Regions from separate parts of the Gossypium arboreum genome. Here region 1 is linked to region 2. A link is a contact called in public Hi-C data. All regions are on one chromosome and are shown on one strand. The core of a region is the stretch at or near the end of the contact, and the rest is flanking DNA. Distances in the headings are between cores, read along the strand shown.

Region 1 (3,166 bases), core at 349-2,848, 150 kb before region 2:
TGCAAGCATAAAAATGAAGACCGTTCTGATAGGCATACAAAGTTTCAAAGAAATTAGAGAGGGACATCAACTATTGACATAGATTTAGGAATGCATTAAAAGTCACTTCACAATTCTGAAAGAAACAAAAATACAAAACACGTGGAATCCTTACAAAGTGAACAGCTGTGTTCCAGATCCGAGAGCAGCAGCAAAGAGAGATTTGTACTTTGGGAAACGGAATACGTCTCCATGAATATACTTCCATCCAGTCTCTTCTTGATCATCAGCTGCTTCTTCATCTTGACCGTACCTGTTATAACAAATCAAATATTTATAGCAACAAAATGAAAGAAATAAAAGTAAGAGAATTATATCCAAATAAGGAAAGATATAACAGATCTCACTTAATGAAATCATTCTTCAAGACCCGCATGAGAATTGTTGCAAGGAAACCAGTCAAAAGGAGAACCGTCACACAAGAGTTGATAATTGAAAACCAATGAATCTCTAAATGATGCGGCAAAGAAGAAGACATGGAATATCTCTCCATCCTCTTCTCAAAAGGAGTATCAGTTTCCTTCCATTTCACAGTGTACATAAACTCAGCATCAACTTCCTTATCCTCAGTCAAGTCCACGAGCAAATGTGGATCCATCCTTGCGCTGATCTCAATAACACGATCCTTGTTATAAAGTACATCAAACTGAATATGCTTGTAAAGGTAATACTTGTACTCACTGGGATCAGCTTTTCCTTCCTTATCAACTTTGCCAATAAAACCCCAGATAGGCAAATCATCATAGTACATTTGGAAATAATAATCTTTTTCGACCGCCTTTCGGAAAAAGACAACCTCATCCTTTGAAAGTTTCTTCTTACAAACAACGGAAGAATCTTTTTCCTCTTTAAAATTCAGTTTATAAGGAGCACTGACGAGTCGATCTCCATTCAATACCTCACCTAATGCTTCTTTCTTCTCCTTTACATGATCTAAATTCCATTCCAAAAACCAACACCATTTATTAAATCTAAATTGAATTGCTTAAGATCTAATTTAAAAATAAAAACAAGAGAAAAAAAAGAACCTGGAGAACAGAAGGGCAGATCAAAGTAGCGATAGGTTTCACTGGAAACAAACAAACAAATAAATAATTTGAAGAATAAACCCCCAATCCAAAAAAATAAAAAGTTGTAAATATGAGATTGGAACTTGAATGTTCCAAAGGTGGGTATGGAATGAAGGCATTGAATTGTAAAGACGAGCAACAATCAGATCTAGTAATGAAGGAAGGAAATAAAAGGGTTACCACCTGGGGTTGTGGAAAGGGCCGACCTTGTTGGCGTAGAGAGGGACAGGGTCACCTTCTTTGTAACGGTGGTCGGAGGCGTCGGATCTAACATGGGAAACACAAGAGAGGATAAAAACTCCGAGGATTACAAAGGCCGGAGAGTTGCCAAAGTTTCTCATTTGGGTAGGATAATAATGAGAGAAAAAGGAAGATGTGTGAAAGGATTTGTGAAATTCTGCAATGCAATATATACATATGATGAGAAAAAAAAGAGAGAGAAACAAAAAGTGGGTATATCACATCACATATCATATACGGAGATATATAGCATTTTCTTTTTCTTTGTAAATAATATTAGATTATTTATTATAATAATAAAAAGTTGTTAATAATTTGAATTGAATCTAGATAAGCAAAATTAGATAATATTTACAGTAGAAAAAATTAGATGATATTAAAATGGTTAAAGTGTAATGTTAGTGTCTATACTTTAACTTAAAAAGTTAAAAATTCAATTCTTTTCACTTTTTCAATTTATAAATTTTAGTTTAGTCATTATCTTCATTAAAATTTCAGTTAAAATTTATCAATATAACATGTTTATTTTCCATCAATTATATGTCGCATTACATTAGGAAAACTTAATTAATATGCCAAATTAACAACTTTTAACCGAAAATACTTATAATTTTAATGATGGAACTGAAATTTTTAAATTAAAAAAGTGGGACTTAATTTGTAACTTTCAAAGTATAGTAATTAAATTTCAAATTTTATCACAATACAAAAACAATTAACATAATTTAACCTATTAAAATCCGTGTAAAGCCCATCACCTAAGGTAGTTTTGCCTCTTTGGTTTGGAGAAACAGTACGTAGTGGTGGAGTCAACCACCTGACTGTATAAAATAATGGCTATGTAATGACTTTTTTTTTTTACAAGAAAAGACGAGACTACAAACAGTTATACAATAACCATTCTTAGCATACTAACACCATGGAGGTCGTCACAAACAAGGAGTACTTCATATGGAGGCTGCTATTGAATTTAACAGTTACTGTTTAGTCTAAACTAAATTTTCAAAAGTTGAAATAGGAACTAAAATCAACTAAATTAAAGCACAATAACTATATCAACATTTATGCATAGTCCAAGGACTAACAACAAAATTTAACCATGGAACAAGTCGCTAAAAATGGGATGAATCAACTCACAATCTGATATGGCTTGGTTGTAAAGCTTCAACATATACTTTAATTTTTTTTCTTCTTTTTCCGTGGAAGTGAACTTGGTACTTGATGTGCCTGTTACAATCATCTATTCAAGCTTCGTAAAACATCCCAACCTCCAGACACTGCGGCAGCGGCACCCCAAGAACAGGCAGTGCAGGCCTACAGTTTTTGTGCAACACTTCGTAGAAGGCAAGCATGAATCTGTCAAAGAAGCTGGTGCTCTTGCCTATGTGAAACCTTGCTTTTCCTCGAACATGAATTACACCTGCTGTTTTTGCCTCGCTCAGTTCTGAAATCTCCTCTTGAACTGGCATATGATCAGACGGTAAACTGGAGCAGTTTTCTATATGCTCTTGCAAGCTATCCAAAACTTGACTAACAAAGTTGTCTCCTTCAAGGTTTAGGGAATCAGCATAACCATATTGAATCACACATGCATAAACTCCTCTAAGGCCCAACTCTTTCACCACAATCCTCTCATGTGGAGAAACTTTAGGAACCAGTAGATATCTAAGTGTTGTAAAAATAGTAACCTTGTGAAGCGATCTCATGTTTTTAGTATAATGTCCTAGGATGGGAGTCAATCCGTTTTGTATTTTAGTGTAAAAGAAGCACAATCCGGGAACCCTTTGCACACTCGGGTCAGATAACAGCATTCCAAG
Region 2 (3,120 bases), core at 453-2,952:
ACTCATAATTTTTCTCCTTCATGGTTTCTTTCTTATGGGACGGTGTACCCTGAAAAGTATCAAAATTTTAATTGTTAGCCTCAGCATATTAGCATAATTAAGATTAATAAAACCTTTAAAGGAAAAAAAAAGTAATTAAGTAGTGTTTTATTATGCTCTTTAAATTTAGGATTTTACTTTTTGCTTCACTTCTTTTCTTGACAACCAATCAAGTAAAAAAGTGAAAATAGTGGGATTTCTTTAGGGTTTAGGGTTAATTAGTGTTTCTAGACATAAAAAAGATATTATTAAATTATAGGCTTAATAACAAATTTAGCCACTATCGCTTATATTTTGTCAAATAACAAGACGATATGAAATTTTATACGTGGAATATTTTTAATGAGATGTAATTTATTACTTAGGTAACCCAATAAAATAATTACATGTGGAAAATAATAAAATAAATAAATAAATCATGAAGTTAAAAATAACTCTTAATTAAAAGAAAATAAACTTAATTATCTAAAGAAAGTTTCAAAATGAATACACACATTTAGTATTTTCAGTTTGATTTATTAATTATCTTTTGAAACCTCTCTGTATGCATTCATTTTGAAATCCTTTTAGACAATTACATTTATTTTCTTTAAATTAAGAGTTATTTTTTAATTTCATGTGTGATTTATTTATTTTATTATTTTTACATGTAATTATCTTATTGGGTTACTTAAGTAATAAATTACATTTCATTAAAATATTTCATAACATCTACATTAATTTTTTAATGGTACTTTCATCAAATCATTTAGAAAAAATAGTTTAAAGAAAAACAAAGATTGGTGACCAAAAATACTCAAAATTACAGTTAGGACCATTTTGATAAAAAATATAAACATTAATAACCAAATTTGTCATTAATCTTAAATTATATTACAATATGGATTTTATTATATTCCTAAAAGACTCATTGTTAAAGTAAATGGGAAAAAAAGGTAAAAGCCCATTGAAAAGAATGAGGGTGCCTTGGACCACTCATCACTTGAGGCTTATCCTATTAATTTTCAAAAGCCCCAAAAGGAAATATGCAAATAACCTACCATTTGCCAGTCTTGAGCCCAAAACGTGGCATTAGTTTATGTAAAAGTTGGATAAATTTAAACAGCACTTTCAAAAGATAAAGAGCAAAGCAGTAACTACTGTATTACGGCCTTTTTTTGTTATAGTATTGGTATATATGGAATTTAAAATCGGAAAAAAGGAGGGTAAAAAGTAAACAGAATGGGGTAGTGTACTTACTTCCACATTTTTTGCCAGCTTGCCTGTTCCTAATATTGCATTTTTTGGGAATGGCAATAGCAATCCCAGGCATGATCCCGGCTTGCTTTGCCAATGGTGATAACAAAATAGCACAAAGGCACCTTGGAGAAGTCCTGAGTAAGGCACCCACCTTGGCGCAGCAAGCTGGAGGAACTTTAGCCCTTGCATTCCGAGCCGCTCCCAGGCATGGGCTTAAGCTTGCTGCAGTCGACCTGATTGGGGTCCTCCCACACTCTCCTGCTGCACCTACATCACTGACCAATGCATTCAAACTTATCCAAAACAAAAACAAAACAACCAGACAATAAGGTTTCAAGCTCAAAGCCATCTCTGTTACACTCTGCGAAACTCACTCTTTTTCCACACTGATTTTGCTGACCTCCACCAATGCATATTTATACACACATTTAAAAAAAAGGGGGGGGGGTGGGTTCGGCCTTAGGGGTGGTGAAATTTGGGTTTAGTGCGGTGGTTGTGGGAGACTTACGTGGAAGCATTTTGTGTTTTCTTCTTCCCTTAGGTTATTCAAGATGTAATGACTAGTTGAATGTTCCCACTGAAAGGATCCATCGCTTGTTACTTTGGTAGATTTTGGTTCATAAATGCTATTTCCTTGGCTTTTTTGTTTAAATTTTCTGGCATGTTCTCTTCTTCAGGTTGCCTTAGGGTAGTTGGCAGTGTGAACATATGCATCGAAGGGTTTCCGTTATCTTTTTGGCATGCTTGGAGACTTTCAATAATTTGCTCCACTATGATATATTGAAATATAATAGACTATACGTGGCTTAAACTTATTAACCTACTGCTGGATATGACCTTATCTCAATAAGAAAAGCATATACATGATGTATGTGCTCTCCTATATGCTTTCATATAACCTATATTGTTTCTTACATAACAACGCCATGCATGATCAATGAAAATCAAAGCAGAAAATAATTAAAACAACATATATTTAGTGATTTCAACCAAAAATCTGAAATTAAATCAAGAGTCAAGCAAATTGGATTACAACCTAATTATTAGTCATTATTATCCTCAAACACACTCCAGCTAAAAGAACACATCTTATAGAAAAGGATTATACGAAACTGTGATTCTATATTATCCTTGTCTCTTTCTAATGGGAGAATAACAAATCAGATTTTTCCTCTTGATTTTCTGCATTTTTAGTTGGATATGAAATTTTTCAAGAGAAAAAAGTTAAAAATCAAGAGGAAAAATCTGATTTGTCATTTTCACATTAGAAAGGGATAAAGATAACATGAAATTACAGCTTCATATAATCCTTTCTCTACATCTTATTACATAATTACTATTTGTTTCATTTTATACCTTTTTCTAAATTTAATATACTTCTTTACTATTAAAAATAAAATATTTATTTTATAAATTATTAAGAGAATATATGTTATTCACTATTACCACATTTCTAGTCTTGAGATTGATATTAATTTTTGACAAAATATTATAATGAAAGGTCCAACAACTGTTTAAATTTTAATGACAGAGTTTTGATTTTACTAATTGTTGAGTGCACTTCAATATTTTCTTTTCACTAATTGTTCTCTTTAGCTAAGGAGATTTTTTAGTAGCTTTTTTGTATTGTGTTTATTTATTTATTTAAATTTGCTAGTTTGTGAAAGAAGTGAAATTAGGTTTTTGGTAAATTGGTTAACGGAAGTAACTGATGGTCACGAGGTTAACTTAAATTTTAACTAAGACAAGTGCACCTATCAATTGTAACTACAAGTACTTGTAATTATTGTCTTTTTATTATTTAACTGAATAATTCGAATGATCTATTAAAACTAAAATTAG

Evidence for each region. Hi-C and Micro-C count contacts between places; a contact is called where the count stands out from the background.
Region 1: a Hi-C map of leaf shows a contact between it and region 2, with 3 times the contacts expected there. The contact joins the promoter of LOC108465243 here to the promoter of LOC108473273 in region 2. A contact is called at or near these places in 2 of 5 Hi-C or Micro-C datasets (both in leaf).

The regions. Positions count from the first base shown.
Region 1 is chr1:43,909,634-43,912,799 of ASM2569848v2, reverse strand. It overlaps LOC108465243 (transmembrane 9 superfamily member 2-like), which reads right to left and starts at 1,598. Exons shown (of 7, transcript XM_017765567.2): 1 at 1,293-1,598; 2 at 1,068-1,108; 3 at 387-972; 4 at 155-292; 5 at 1-25. The coding sequence starts at 1,450. LOC108465242 (probable potassium transporter 17) reads right to left here. Exons shown (of 8, transcript XM_017765566.2): 8 at 2,236-3,166. The coding sequence ends at 2,594.
Region 2 is chr1:43,762,358-43,765,477 of ASM2569848v2, reverse strand. It overlaps LOC108473273 (non-specific lipid-transfer protein 4-like), which reads right to left and starts at 1,702. Exons shown (of 2, transcript XM_017774785.2): 1 at 1,279-1,702; 2 at 1-49. The coding sequence starts at 1,627. The coding sequence ends at 33.